Regions from separate parts of the Mus musculus genome. Here regions 2 and 3 are each linked to region 1. Evidence: chromatin contacts called from public Hi-C and HiChIP or PLAC-seq data. All regions are on one chromosome and are shown on one strand. Each heading gives the region's core, a stretch centred on a gene start, on an enhancer-like site or on the middle of the called end of the contact. The rest is flanking DNA. Distances are from core to core; before and after follow the strand shown.

What was found. A called contact is a pair of places that touch in the nucleus more often than the background predicts. HiChIP or PLAC-seq counts read pairs in DNA pulled down with a chosen protein or histone mark.
Region 2: a contact with region 1 is called in a Hi-C map of nephron progenitors, with 4 times the contacts expected there. The contact joins the enhancer-like site here to the promoter of Yes1 in region 1. A contact is called at or near these places in 1 of 39 promoter capture datasets (3T3-L1-derived adipocytes), 21 of 484 Hi-C or Micro-C datasets (CD4 T cells, CD8 central memory T cells, the HL-1 cell line and 13 more), 10 of 115 datasets of contacts at active chromatin or transcription factors (effector CD8 T cells, embryonic stem cells, epiblast stem cells and 4 more) and 2 of 9 other capture datasets (adipose tissue and liver).
Region 3: an H3K27ac HiChIP or PLAC-seq map of extraembryonic endoderm stem cells shows a contact between it and region 1. The contact joins the enhancer-like site here to the promoter of Yes1 in region 1. A contact is called at or near these places in 1 of 484 Hi-C or Micro-C datasets (nephron progenitors), 6 of 115 datasets of contacts at active chromatin or transcription factors (embryonic stem cells, extraembryonic endoderm stem cells, intestinal crypt epithelium and 1 more) and 4 of 9 other capture datasets (adipose tissue, embryonic stem cells, liver and 1 more).

What each region holds. Positions count from the first base shown.
Region 1 is chr5:32,608,574-32,613,455 of GRCm38.p6, reverse strand. It overlaps Yes1 (YES proto-oncogene 1, Src family tyrosine kinase), which reads right to left and starts at 2,285. Exons shown (of 12, transcript NM_001205132.1): 1 at 2,081-2,285. Gm10461 (collagen alpha-1(II) chain) reads left to right here. Exons shown (of 2, transcript XM_030254958.1): 2 at 1,404-4,882. The coding sequence ends at 2,232.
Region 2 is chr5:32,711,516-32,716,397 of GRCm38.p6, reverse strand. No RefSeq gene overlaps it. Among named protein-coding and RNA genes, the nearest start is that of Gm52771, 20 kb to the left of the region's middle. Within about 2 kb of position 2,242, at least 390 of the 459 cell types and tissues checked have an H3K27ac peak or open chromatin away from gene starts, as enhancers often do. A contact at or near this core is called in 3T3-L1-derived adipocytes, CD8 central memory T cells, the HL-1 cell line and 14 more, where this site is marked.
Region 3 is chr5:32,680,518-32,685,399 of GRCm38.p6, reverse strand. Yes1 (YES proto-oncogene 1, Src family tyrosine kinase) reads right to left here. Exons shown (of 12, transcript NM_001205132.1): 12 at 1-849. The coding sequence ends at 641. Among named protein-coding and RNA genes, the nearest start is that of Gm52771, 51 kb to the left of the region's middle. Within about 2 kb of position 2,414, at least 10 of the 459 cell types and tissues checked have an H3K27ac peak or open chromatin away from gene starts, as enhancers often do. A contact at or near this core is called in extraembryonic endoderm stem cells, where this site is marked.

The sequences.
Region 1 (4,882 bases), core at 1,036-3,535:
CTTTCCTAAACAATGGTAATAAGTAATAAGACTAATAAATGATGCTCACACCAACCTGAACCACTAAATTGGAAGCTCAATATATTTTTTTTAAAAATTACCAAGGCTGGAGAGTTGGCTCAGCAGTTAAGAGCATTGACTGCTCTTCCGGAGATCCTGAGTTCAATTCCCAGCAACCACATGGTGGCTCACAACCATCTGTAATGGGATCTGATGCCCTCTTCTGGTGTCTGAAGACAGCGACAGTGTACTTATATAAATAAAATATATTTTTTTAAATTACCCACAGTAGTATGCTATTACTGTTAGAACTATGCAAATTTGAACTGTAAGTAAACAAGGATTTAAACAAGTATACAAGTAGTAATATTTCACTACTCTTTTAGCATATTCTTTTATTTATATATGCAATGAAATAAAATTTTATTTGCAAAGACAATGGGTTTTTTTGAGAATTTCTTCAACTAAAAACAATTTTTGACTATATATTAATATTATCCTTTGGCCATGAGATAAATTTCACACCTATCCCAAGAAGACAGGTCAAGGCTGTAATTTCACTTTCAGTTGAACAGAAAGGAGTCAATTTTGTGGTTTGTGAAGTCAGCAAAAACTAGCTACAAAATTAAAGGTATAACATTACCGTAGTTTTATGGCAAAGCACACATTTTAAAAGCTTTTATTTTATCCTGGAAATATGGAATATAAACAGTCTTGTATCTAAGTTTCAATCAAAGGCAATCTTCTCCCTCCCCTAAATTTAGGACCTACTGAAATGTCAACCAGCATCTACATTTTCACTGAGGTTTTGCTGGTATTCAAAAATAAGATATAGCTAAATGCATTTAGCAAGCGGAAAAAATTCCTGAAGAACAACTTTCCTACAGTTGTATTCTCTCTCATATATGTTGCATATAAGAACTTTGGCTTTTAATTTAACACTCCCTATCTGCCCACTCAAAATGTTTCTAGTCCACACCATTGTGCTGGTTAATAGAGGTAGCACACATTTGGCCTTAAATTGAGTCACACATGCACACTTAATAACATTTTCATTAGTGAGTAATTTAAATTTAGAAATTTAACAGGATGTTTAAACTCACTTTCAATTGCCAATTTTGGTCAGTAATTTTACACGAAATACATGAATATACCATACCGAAATATCCTGTGAAATCACATGTAAAAAACACAGCTGTGGAACACACAAGAGAGGTACAAAGTTATGTTTCAACTGCATACTTTTCGTTTATTTACTTTGATAACTGTCATTTCCACTGCTGTTCCAATCACTTATGCAAAGAATAACTACATCAAAACTACGCTATGCCCCATTCACAATCCCTATACCAGAAACGATATTCCCACTTTTTAAAAACAACTCTTTCTCAAGCCCAATAAAGCAAAAGCTGGAAGCAATTATCAAGAAGCAAAACACAAACAAAATTTTCGTTGACACAGGAGGACAGAGAACCGAACTCACGGGGAGGCGGAGTGGCAAGGCACTTAAAAGTGGCCGCTGATTGTAACACGTCCCAACACCCTCAAACCCAAACAAAGGAAAACTTTATAAACAGGTCGTGGTTTGCAATCAAACCAAGTACAACCCGCCGCTCACCCGCTCGCTCCACGAGTTCCACTCCTCGCTCCAGACAGTTGCTGCGGGCGTCCGGCGACACAGACCTCCAGCCGCTAGGACGAGAAGGGGCCGCTGCCCTACCCTCTGGTCCTCATTCGGGAGTGACCCCACGTCCTTTGGGGTGGAGGGTGCAGCGGCGGCACCACATAGGCTGGACCACTATCCGGACTCCCGCAGAATCGGGAAGTACTGGACAGGGCGGAGACCGAGGCACTGGGCAAGCAGGTAGTGAGCCCAGGAGACGAGACACTCACGCCCGCCAGCCAGACCGCGGGAGGGGAGAAGTTTCTCCTCAACTTCCAGACTCCGGGACCAGTAGGCGGACAGCGGCAGGGGCGGCGGCGCCTCGAGAAGCCCGGGAGCAGGAGGGTGGATGCCGAGGCCTAGAGCTGCCCGGTCCGGGTCAGCTGCCTACGTCGCGAGGCCACGCCGCGAGCTTACCTGAGTCCGGCCGCACTCGCACGGGTCGCCGCGGGGAGAAGGCGGCCGGCCGAGGTGGACGCCCGCGGGTCCCTCTCCCTTCTCCACCTCCAGGTCGCGGGGCGCCAGGAGGCAGCGACGGCGGCGCAGCCGGCCCGGGACGCTTTACTTGAGGAGGAGGGAACTCCCGGACGCCCGCACCCCGCGGCCTCCCTCTCTCCTCCTCTCGCCGCCGGCCCCGCCCCTCCGCTCCGGATCGCGCGCGGGGCGGGGGTTGCGGCTACCTGCGCGCGCCCGCTCACCGGAACTCGCGCTCTGCTGTCTGCTGGGAGCGCCTTCCGGCGCGGGAGCTCTGCGCGGGGTCCGCGGGCCGCTGGGAGGCCCGGCCGTGTCGTGCCTGCCGGCCCAACATGGCGCCAGGGGTCAGGCGTGCTCCCGAGGGGGCGTGAGGAGAAAGCAGCAGCGGCATGTGGTTCCCTGCCTTGCCCGCACGCCGACTACCGCAACGGGCGAAGCGGGGCTCCGCCTGGCTCACCGAAACACTGAGGGGTGTGGGGCTTTGTTTTCGGAGGGTGATCGGGGTTGGGGTTCTTTGGAGAAAGGTTGACTGTTCATTTCTCAGCTTTGTGCCTCCGCACCCTTTGTCACTGATAGTAAAATCACAGTCGAACCGCGTGAGCCATCAGGGCAGTGCTGACACCTTGGTTCTCGTCTGGCCGCAGAAGCTTCCTGTTGACTGTAGGTCGAACCAGCCTTGCCGCGCGAGTAGAACCGAACCTGAGTTGTGTTGGCAATTCTCCCAGGAATGGTGGCTCTCACTTAGAGTGGGACAGCATTGTATTTGATCCTCGTAATAGGGAACCCGGACAGGCACTGTGACTCTTCTTGACAGCTATGAAAGCTGACGTTTGGGCCCCTTGAAGTGAAGAAGTCAAGATGAAAGGTTTTTTGTTTGTTTTCCCTCCGAAGGCCTTGCATCGTTTTTTCTGCTTGCCTTGTAGAAAAAGGAAGGGTTTAGGAGGAACTGAGGTACAAGATTGAGAGGGTCAAAAGACAATCTAGAAGTACTCCTGCTAAAGGCACGTCTGCCTTATCACACTCTTAATTTCCCTTTTGTATTTCCTCTTTGGTGGGGTTATTCGAAGTATTAATGTGGGACTGTTGGTTTCCTTTGTGGTTTTCAGAGAAATTCAGCATCATCTTTGACATATCAACTCCGTCAGTAGTCTGGTACTTTAGCAACTTAAATGCACACAGCTTTAAAAAGTTTCTTCAGAGAAAGGAATGGGAATCCACATGAACAACTATGTGTGATGTAGCGCGGTGCTTTATTTTGCCATTGACTGGTGCATTAAGGGGTTTTTTTGTTTTGTTTTGTTTTTTTTTTTTTTTTGTTTTTTTGTTTTTTTGTTTTTCTCTGTATAGCTCTGGCTGTCCTGGAACCCACTTTGTAGACCAGGCTGGCCTCGAACTCAGAAATCCCCCTGCCTCTGCCTACCAAGTGCTAGGATTAAAGGCGTGCGCCACCACCGCCCAGCAAGTTTTTTCTTGAAACTAGAACGTTAGTTACTTGAGCTGTTGCCTTTCTAAACCTACAGATAAAATAGAAATATATTTGTGACCCTAAACTCTCCCAATTTAAAAGACAACAAACAAAAACCCTCTCAATGTTAGTCTAACCTGTTTTGAATTTGTTTTATATTTTATTTTGTTTTACTTTGCTTGCTTTTTTGAGACAGAGTCTTGTGTAGCCCAGGATAGCTTTGAACTTGCTGTGTAGCTGAGGATGATTTTTGAGCCCCTCCTTCTCCTGTCTCTACCTCCCAGTTTCTGGGGTTACAAGTAGGTACCATCACACACAATTTCTGTACTTTAAGGTAGGGAGAGAGTATCAAAAATACACCTACAACTTAAAGGTTACATTTAATGGCTATTTTAGAAATATTCTTAAAGATGGTGACAGGATCTGGGAAATTTTGCTGGGAAATTTTGTTGTTATAGAAACTAGTCATAGCTAAAACCCTGTTTCTGAAATGGTCAGGTGAGTGTCGGCTCATGCATCCCTCTTCACAATGTTACAGTGTGTTAAGACCTATCTTGAAACTTCTGGGAAAATCAGCCCTAGGAAGGAAGGGGAAGGCCAGTGGAAAATTTGAACTATATTAGGTATTTCTAAAACTAAGGTGTTCTTACTTATCAAAGTTGGCTGGAAGTTTGAATTATTAGAAGTTGAACTGATGATGACCAATGGAACCTATGATTCTGCCTGGAAATGTTCTTGCTTAGAATAAAGTGCTTTCGGGGAGAGATTTGCCCACTTCACTAAGGTCCTGGTAATGAGTTTTTCTTCCTGCAACAGTGGGAAGCCATGCACTGTATGATCTCCACCATCCCTACTACGAGACAGACTTTTCTTTTCTTTTTTTTTTTTCCTTTTAAAGATTTATTTATTTTTATGTGAGTACAGTGTAGCTGTTTTCAGACACACCAGAAGGGGCGTCAGATCTCATCACAGATGGTTGTGAGCCACCATGTGGTTGCTGGGAATTGAACTCAGGACCTCTGGGAGAGCAGCCAGTGCTCTTAACCGCTAAGCCATCTCTCCAGACCTAGAAAGAGTTTTCAAAGATAACTTTTACGCGCTAGGAGCAGGATGTCCTTGTGTACACATGGCATGTATCTGTGCTGTCCTGGCTTTGCCTTTTCCAGCTGGCCATGCCTACTCCAAGCCCCACCCAGAAAGAGCACAAGAACCATCCTAAGCTAAGATTTGTAGGTTCAGGCATTTCTTCTTTAGTGTGAGGCTCATTATAACAAACTCTC
Region 2 (4,882 bases), core at 993-3,492, 100 kb before region 1:
AAAGCTAGTTTCATATCCTATGCCCTATATAACCCATAAGCCTTATTCCTTAACTCCCAAAACCATAGCTCCCCATAAACGGAACCCAAACCAGGAACCCTGAACCCTAATCGTAACCCTAAACATAAAACCCTAACCACCCTACACATAACCATAACCTTAACCCTAACCCCTAACCCGTATCACCTAACCCCTAAAATAAGGCAAACCCAAACACTAACCCCTAAAACTAACCCATAGCTCTAACCCTGAAACCAAAACCTAACCCTGAATCCTAACCCTGAACCTTCACCTTCACCAACACCCTCATCCAAACTCTAACCACTCTGACTTTAAATCTAACAACCCTAACCTTAACAACTCTAACACTAGCCCTAACCCCTAAATGGAACCCCTAACCCTAACCATTAACCCCTACCCCCTAACTCCTAAACCTAATTCACAGACTAACCCTAACCCTAACCCTGAAATGAAACCCTAGCCCTGAATCCTAACCCTGAACTGTCACCTTCACATTCACACTCACCCTAACCTTAACCCCCATAACCCTAACAAACCTATCCCTAACATCCTAAATTTAACCCTAACCCTAACCCTAGAAGTGAACACTAACCTTGAACCCAAACGCTGAACCCTAACCCTCACATTCACCCTCACTCTAGCCTCTCTAGCCCTAATCCCAAGCCTAGCAACCCTAACCCTTAACTCTAACCCTCTAATCTTAACCCTATAAGCCTAACCCTAACCCAAACACTAACCATAAAACTGTAACCCTAACCACTAACCCCTAAACTCAAACCACCCTCTAATCCTAAAACTAACCCCAACCATAACCACATGCGCCATATAACCATGTGGCGCCACCACACCTCTAATCCCATGACCTTGAACTCGGAGATCTTCAAATGTTTAAATTTTTAAAATTCATTTATCTAGTCATTTCTTTTCTTTCTTTCTTTCTTTCTTTCTTTCTTTCTTTCTTTCTTTCTTTCTTTCTTTCTTTCGTCCTTTCTCTTTCTTCCTTTCTCTTTCTTTCTTTCTCTTTCTTTCCTTTCTTTCTTTCTTTCTTCCTTTCTTTCCTTTCTTTCTTTCTTCCTTTCTTTCCTTTCTTTCCTTTCTTTCTTTCTTTCCTTTCTTCCTTTCTTTCCTTCCTTTCTCTTTCTTCCTTTCTCTTTCTTTCTTTCCTTTCTTTCTTTCTTTCTTCCTTTCTTTCTTTCTTCCTTTCTTCCTTTCTTTCCTTTCTTTCTTCCTTTCTTTCCTTTCTTTCTTTCCTTTCTTTCCTTTCTTTCTTTCTTTCCTTTCTTCCTTTCTTTCCTTTCTTTCCTTTCTTTCTTTCCTTTCTTTCTTTCCTTTCTTTCTTTCCTTTCTTTCTTTCTTTCTCTTTCTTTCTTTCTTTCCTTTCTTTCTTTCCTTTCTTTCTTTCTTTCTCTTTCTCTCTCTCTCTCTTTTTTCTTTCTTTCTTTCTTTCTTTCTTTCTTTCTTTCTTTCTTTCTTTCTTTCTTTCTTTCTTTCTTTCTTCTTTCTTTCTTTCTTTTTGCTTTTTTTCGAGACAGGGTTTCTCTGTATTGCCCTGGCTGTCCTGGAACTCACTCTGTAGACCAGGCTGGCCTCGAACTCAGAAATCCACCTGCCTCTGCCTCCCGAGCGCTGGGATTAAAGGCGTGCGCCACCACGCCCAGCCATTAGTCATTTCTTTAATTAATTTAGTCTTGGTTTTTTTTTTCGAGACTCAGCTGGTATTTTTTCCTATTTTTTTGTCTCCCCCCCCCCCCCCCAGAGCTGAGGACCGAACCCAGGGCCTTGCACTTGCTAGGCAAGCACTCTACCACTGAGCTAAATCTTCAACTCCTCCTATTTTTTATTTTTAAATTTTTAAAGGTTTAGATTTATTTATTTATTTATTTATTTATTCAGAATTATTTCTTTATTGAATTTTTTTTTTTTCTGAGACTGGGTGTCTCTGGGTTGAACCCCGAGACGGTTTCTCTCGCGCGCCACCCGGTGGCGACAAGTTGTCACTCCAACGCTCCGCTCCGGTCGGTGTCAAAGGATATGGATTTGCCTGCGGTCAACCGGCCAGCCTGAGGGAAGGGCGGGCAGTCGAGCGGCTTCGACCCGGTGACGGGGTCGCGTTTTAAAACAGTAGGTTACCGGGAGATTGTATCTGGAGCTACACAGGTGGGACCTACAACTCCCACCTTGCCTCGGTGCTTTTGTGATGTCACTTCCTGTAGCAAACAGGAAGTAACACCCGAGGCAGGAAATGACTACAACTCCCAGCATGCTTAAACACTAACTTCCTGCGCCAGACAGGAAGTTCCTCCGTTCCCAACAGGAAGTGAGTTCTTCTAGGGAAGAACTCGGAGCGTCAGCGACGACGAGGATTTCCGGTTTTGAGTTCGCTGCCCGGAAACAAACAGGGCATGCCGCATGCGTAGTTCCTCTCCTTGCCGAACCCAGTTTTCCTGGTCCTCTCCGCGTCGCCACCTCTGAGCAGCGCGACCTGATCTCCGGTTTCCCCGCAGCGACTACCGTTACCCCCGGCGACTCCAGTGACGTCACCGGGTCAGGTCCTGACCGAAGAGCCTTGGGCGACCCGTCACCACTCCTCGCCTGTTGACGTGTGCTGCAGCTGTACATGTGTACATGTGTACATGTGTGCCTGTTGTGTGATGCCAATGTACATGTGAACATGGGTCCCTCGTATGTGATGCTGCTGCACATGTAAATATGTGTGCCTGATGTGTCATGCTGTTGCACATGTTTACATGTGTGCCTGTTGTGTGATGCTGCTGTACTTGTGTACATGTGTGCCTGGTGTGTTATTAACCTGTAAATGTATGCCTAGTGTGTGTTGCCACTTTACATGTGTGCCGGGAGTGTGATTCTGCTGCACATGTGGACATGTGGGCCTGGTATGTGATGCTGCTGCACATGTGGACATGTGGGCCTGGTATGTGATGCTGCTGCACATGTGGACATGTGGGCCTGGTGTGTGATGCTGCTGTTCATGTGTCCTGGAGTTTGCCTGGTGTGTGATGCCACTTTACATGTGATCCAGGTGTTAGATGATGCTGTACATGTGTTCAGGTGTGCCTGGTATGTGTTGCTGTAGCACATGGGTACAGGTGTGGCTCTTTATGTGATGCTGCTGCACATGGGTTCATTTGTGCTGTGTGTGTGATACTCAGTGTGACACTCAGATACTCATGCAAACATCAGCTTTTATTTGTATGAGGGACTTGTGCCATGAGAATTTTTGAGAATTTTAGGAATTGTTCTGACCTCTCAAGAACATCAAATAAATAGTAAATGACTGAGATAGCAGAAGCAGCAGCTTTATTACCTCAGAAATAGTTGCATGGCCTGTGAACCACAATGGCTTGAATTTAGCTAGTTTTGATATCCACTCCACTGCCTTAGGCACATCCCAACGTTCACTGACACCCATCATCTGCAAGGACAGACTTCTCACTTCTCTGTAGAGCCATGGTTCCAGAGAGAAGATGCCTTAATTTAGTGCAACCTACTGCTTAGGAAGACTCTTCTGGCATTTCTTTTGCTAGTGTCTACTCCAGAGTTCTCAAAAAAGGATCCAAAGTGCAGACATTGGGATTAGAAATCTGGCTTCAGATCTGAGCCATATGTGAGGGAAGAGATGTGAATTGCTCACAGAACTGCTGTGATGTCTACAAGTGCCCTGGGCTGGATTATGAGATGTGCTGACTCAGGGATGTGTCCATGTTAGGTAAGCACTTTACCACTAAGCTATAATATTCACCCCCATCCTGATGTCTTTTGTTCCAACCAAGAAGGAGCTAGAGAAAGTATCCAAGGAGCTGAAGGGGTTTGCAGCCCCATAGGAGGAACATCAATATGAATTAACCAGTACCCCCAGAGCTCCTTGGATCTAAACCACCAATCAATGAAAACACATGGTGGAACTTGTGGTTCTAGCAGTATATGTAGCACAGGATGGTCTAGGCAGTCATCTGCCGCAGACCCTCTGGATCCCTTTGTCTGCGTGGAATGGGTCTCTAGTTGCAGGTGGGTAAAGGGTGCATGAATTGACAGATAGATGCACACAGGAGAGGTTCTGTAGAATCTGAATGTAATGTGTCAAATCGAGCATCAAACTTTTTATACAGAAGACAATAAGGAAGTTGGGTGACACACTCGCAAGGTACAAAGAGGTTACTGGATTCTTACATAAAACAGAGGAATACAAACACAGAAGGTCTAACAGGAACCACCTGGGATAGAATTCATTGTTAACAACTGGGATCAAAAGGAGCTCCACCTAAGATTCACTTAATCTTAGAAGCTAGGGTCAAGGGCTTCGTGCCCTTTCCATAGTTCCTATTTTAGTCTATTGTATAGTCCACCTTTCCCTTAGGCCATTGTAAATACATGTGTATGGGTGTAACTCAGCTATCTATAGTTCTAAGTATCTACTCTGGTTTCTCCTTAGGTCTGAAATTTCTTCCTAGATGATGGTAAATTCCTATGTAGGGCAGTGACCTAGCTTTTATTCAAAGTGATACCAGAGGCTATTCTGAATGTCACTGAATAGGCAACATTCTTCCTGGATTCCAAGCCCTTGGTCTGCTCAAGGACTTTCTAGGATATTGGAACACTGGCGAAGGCTTTGGCTATGTCAGAATTAAATCTTAAAAGGCATTTATAATAGGATAATTCTAAAAGAGAGCATGTGGATCCATACACTAGACTGACTCGGGAATGGAATATTAATGTATAGGTTAGAGAGAATGCCAGATTCCAGGAGTGAGTTTCCGTGAAACTTTCTGCCTCGTGAGTGGCTTCCAGGCCTCAGCCAGAGTGTGTGGCAGTCATCAGTGGGAGGAAAGGCCCTAGGTCCCGT
Region 3 (4,882 bases), core at 1,165-3,664, 72 kb before region 1:
AGTTCTCTGGACAAAGTGTGAGCATACTGTATTATGCTTCTAACTTCCATGGCTTTTTAAATCAATGTTTTTGATGCTGTTTATAATCCATTCCTTTGCATTTGGAAGACTTGGCCCATTTTCACACAAAAGGAGGCCTCTGATAGGAGTGCATGTTGACTATTAAACAGGGAAAAAACAGAACAAAACAAACAAAAAAAAACTTTGAGAAAAAAAATTCTAGAAAATTTAAAAAACTGGAATGGAATTATTTGGTCCCATGAAGTTCTTTGATCTTAGAATTTTCCTGTGGAGTAACAGCCAAGTTTTATACATACCAAGAAGTAGTTTTCTCTTGGCAAGTTTGGGGAAGAAAAGGCAATGACCAGTAGTCCTGTTGCTCTTTCTTACCATGCTACACCCACAATCACACTCTCTAGCTCTACTTTCTCTGGACCCTGAAGTATGCTGTAAGATGCATCATTGGTACTTTAGAGTTTAATGCTTGGAGAAAAAAAAAGTGGTTTTGAGTAACCGTATCTGGAATTCCAGTTTACCATAAGAAACATGCCGAGTGAAGCATATCTTCTCATTTCTGTGCAGGAAGAACTCACACAAGGTCTCTCTGTTTTGGCAGATCTGTGCACACAGGTTACTTGGATTATAAATTTTCTCCTGGTTGGTACTGTGGCTCTGTAGCAGTGAAGTAGTCTTCCAAGAAGGACTGAATATATTCAAATGTTGGTCTTTCATCAGGATCCTTCTTCCAGCAAAGATTCATCAATTCATGGAGGGATTCGGGACAGCCCTGGGGGCAAGGCATTCTGTATCCCCGCTCTACTTGTTCCAATACTTCACGGTTTACCATACCTAATGTTAAGATTCAAATATTAAAAACAACAGTCTTGGCCATAAATACCAAAAGAGAGTAAACATCCTAGCTAGTAGCTGAAGAAACATCAAGTTTATCTTGTAAAAAGGCATATCAATTAATATAAAGAAATGTTAAATAATAATCTGTATTTTAATATGACTGTGGTGGTTTGAATATGCTTGGCCCATGGGAAGTGGCACTATTAGGAGGTGTGGCCTTGTTGGAATATGTGTGGTCTTGTTGGAGGAAGTGTGTCACCATGTAGGCAGGCTTTAGGGTCTCCTAGAGGAGATATGGTCTTACTTTGTTGTCTGTTGGTTTGGAACTCACAAAGATCCACCTGTTTTTCCTTCTCAAGTACTGGGATTAAAGCACACAAAACTATACCAGGTTTATGGGCATTTGAATGAGAATGACCTCAAATATGCTTAGTCACCAGTTAACTGAATTGTGTGGCCTTAGGATTAGGCATTGTTGGAGGTGTGTCACTAGGACTATGCTTTGAGGTTTTAAAGGCAATGCCAGGACTAATGTTTCTTTCTCTTTCTCTGCTTGATGCTTGCTCATCAGGATATAATGCTCTCAACTACTGCTTCCTTGCCAGGTCTGTATGCTCCCTGCCCTGGGGACCCTGGACTAACCCTCTAAAACTGAAAGCAACTCCCCAGTTAAGTGCTTCCCTTTTAAGAGTTGCCTTGGTCACACTGTCATTTCACAGTAACTAAAACGGCTCTTTCCTCCTCCCACTAAATCAGCGGTTTTCAACCTGTGGGCTACAACCTCTTTGGAGGGTTAAACAGCTCTTTCACAAGGGTCATATACCAAGAGATCCTCCATATCAAATATTTATATTACAATTCATAACAATAGCAAACTTAGAGTTATGAAGTAGCAACAAAAATAATTTTATGGTTTAGGGTCACCTCAACATGAGAATTCTGTATTAAAGGGTCATTAGGAAAGTTGAGAACCACCGCAATAAATAATTGTGACTTTATTTTTCTTCTACAGAATATAAAATTTTGCACCAATAGACCTATTTTATGTTTGAAGGGACTCTGACCAGCTTGAGCATGGTGGGCATGGCTCTGGTAGGCTTTGTCTTTCTCTAAAAACCATTAGACTACATACCTAAAGCTGGCCACTAAGGTCTCTTCCTTTATTTGGCCACTTCCTCCTCCTGAAGCTGACCACTAAGGCCCAGCTATCAAAGTATTGAAGTCTAGCAATCAAAAGTCTCCTTTGACTCAGGAGGCAGAGGTAGGCGGATTTCTGAGTTTGAGGCCAGCCTGGTCTACAAAGTGAGTTCCAGGACAGCCAGGACTATACAGAGAAACCCTGTCTCGAAAAAGCCACAAAACAAAAAAAAAAAAAACAAAAAAAAAAAGCTTCCTTTGGCTCACCTAATGAATACACCCAATTAAAATTAAATACCTTATTCTTACATGGAATTTCCCCCTCTACCTTTATAAGCCTCCATTTGCCTAAGGGGCCACATCTGTCTCTATCCAGAGGCAGTCCTTTGTCCTCCAGGGCAAATACGCCTCTCTCCCTCTCCCCTCCCCTTCTCCTTGTCCTCTATCTCTCGTCTGTCTCTTATTCACTGCCCTCTCCCACGGAGGCAAACAAATCTCCTTTGTGCTGAGAACCTGATTGTGGGGGTCCTGAGCAGATACTATTTCTGACAACGTTGACATTCTGAATTACACACAGTGGATTTGTTTTTCTACAGGACATTCGGTTTTAACAGTAAATGTACTGTCAAATCACCTGGTTCTTCCTTGGCAAGACCTGGCTTCAGGTTTTGTTTAATTTTGCCTCTTCTACTAGAGCACTGTTGAGAAACATAGTCCAGGAATAGTGTCATGTGAGGAGAATTCTGAGTGCTTATGAGAACATTCTAAGAAAACAAGTCTTGTGACCTAAGTTTCTTGAAAAACATGAAATTATTATTGGAATGTGTTTTTGTGCTCCTCCTAGGTGTAGCATAGGACTTGAGTTTACTTCAGATAGTTCATTAGTTTGTGGTTGTAAATCAATTAGATGCTAAAACTATCCTCTTTATGCCTCTATGGGAATTTTACACAGCTTGAACTCATGAGAACTTTACTCATGTGACCTTTCTTAACCCTCAGAGTACAAACTGTTTGAGGTGCTGAATAAGGTTGGCTATTTAATGAGAGTTTAGTCTCCTTATTTATCAGCTCCATTCTCACAGATTCCTCCTTAGACTTCTTTCTCCTTTGGTCAGTTAAAACAAATAAAAAAAAAACATTGAAGAAAACAAAAACTGATGTCTTTGTTTTGACTTCCATCAGTATGCTCACTTAGAAAATATTGGGGAGAAATGTTATATAAATATAGGACTCATTTTTTAAAAAAAGGAAGCTTCCTTGATCACCATGAAATAAAAAAAAAAACCCAAACAAAACTGGATTATGGATCTGTTTAAATCTCTAGTTGTTTGTAGCAAGATAGCAGATTTTAGATTGTCTATTGTGGCCAAAATGGAAAGTAGACCATGACTAAAACCGCAAAGTGAAATTCCTTAATTTAAGTGTTTTCCCCCCTCTGGCTATATTTACTAGTATATTGAGGGCAGAAGTAGATTTTATCCAGCATTATGATTGTGTTAGGTAGCAATAAAATAGGATCTTAGGCACAATCTCGGCAGAGGGCCCCAAGGTCCCCAGAGGACTCTCCATGCTGCAGGCACCATAGCACATCTGGGGTCTTGAGATCACTGGTGAGTGAAACACACATCCATTCCCAAAACGCAGAAGGTCTGGTGCAGGAACAGGGATAAAGGACAAAGGCAGGCTCTAGCACACCCAGAATCTTGGGATCACTGAGACCAGTCTATGCAGGAGAGCACATGGGCAGCAGAAGCAACAGAGCTTCTTGGACAGGGTCCCTTCGGGCTTTCATCCTCAGTCAGGAGACAGAGCTGAGACCCAGACCCCAGGACACCTTCTCTGTCAGAGGAGAGTCGGCCTCCAGCGAGGGCTCTGACCCCAGGAATCAGGAGGTGGATCTGAGCTCCTGACTTCTGTGCACCTTCCCTGCAAGAGGAGAGCTTGCCTGCAGAGAGTGCTCTGACCACTGGGACTCAGGAGAGAGTTGGACTCCCAGGAGAGCTGACAGAGGCTAAAGAATCACAGCAGGAACAAGCTCCAGTCAGAGACAGCTAGAACATCTAACACTGAAGATTACTAGATGGCAAAAGGCAAACGAAAGAATCTTGCTAAAAGAAACCAAGACTACTGGTCACCATCAGAAACCAGTATGCCCACCACGGCGAGTTCTGGATACCCCAACACACCCCAAAAGCAAGATTCAGATCTAAAATCATATCTCATGAAGCTGGTAGAGGATTTTAAGAAGGGCATTAATAACTCACTTAAAAAAATACAGGAGAACACTGCTAAACAGGTAGGAGCCCTTAAAGAGGAAGCACAAAAATCCCTCAAGGAATTAGAGGAAAACACTGCTAAACATGTAGAAGACCTTAAAGAGGAAACACAAAAATCCCTTAAAGAATTACAAGAAAACACAACCAAATAGGTAATGGAATTGTACAAAACCATCCAAAGCAAGAAAGTAATCCTTCAACAAACCTAAAAAAAAAAGACAGCCACAAGAACAGAATCCCAACTCTAACAATAAAAATAACAGGAAGCAACAATTACTTTTCCTTAACATCTCTGAATATCAATGGACTCAATTCCCCAATAAAAAGACATAGACTAACTGTAGTGGCTATTCCTGGTTGTCAACTTGACAATATTTGGAATGAACTACAATCCGGACTTGGAAGGCTCACCAGTGACCCTTATCTGGAGGCTTGGAGATCCTTATCTGGATCTTGGTTTGAAGATCTTGAGCCATAGTGGCTATGGATTCCAGAAGATTGAATCTCCGAGTTAAGGAACACACCTTTAATCTGGGCTATGCCTTTCATCTGGGATTAAAGGTGTGGTGGAACACACCTTTAATCTGGGCTACACCTTTTGCTGGAGACAATATAAG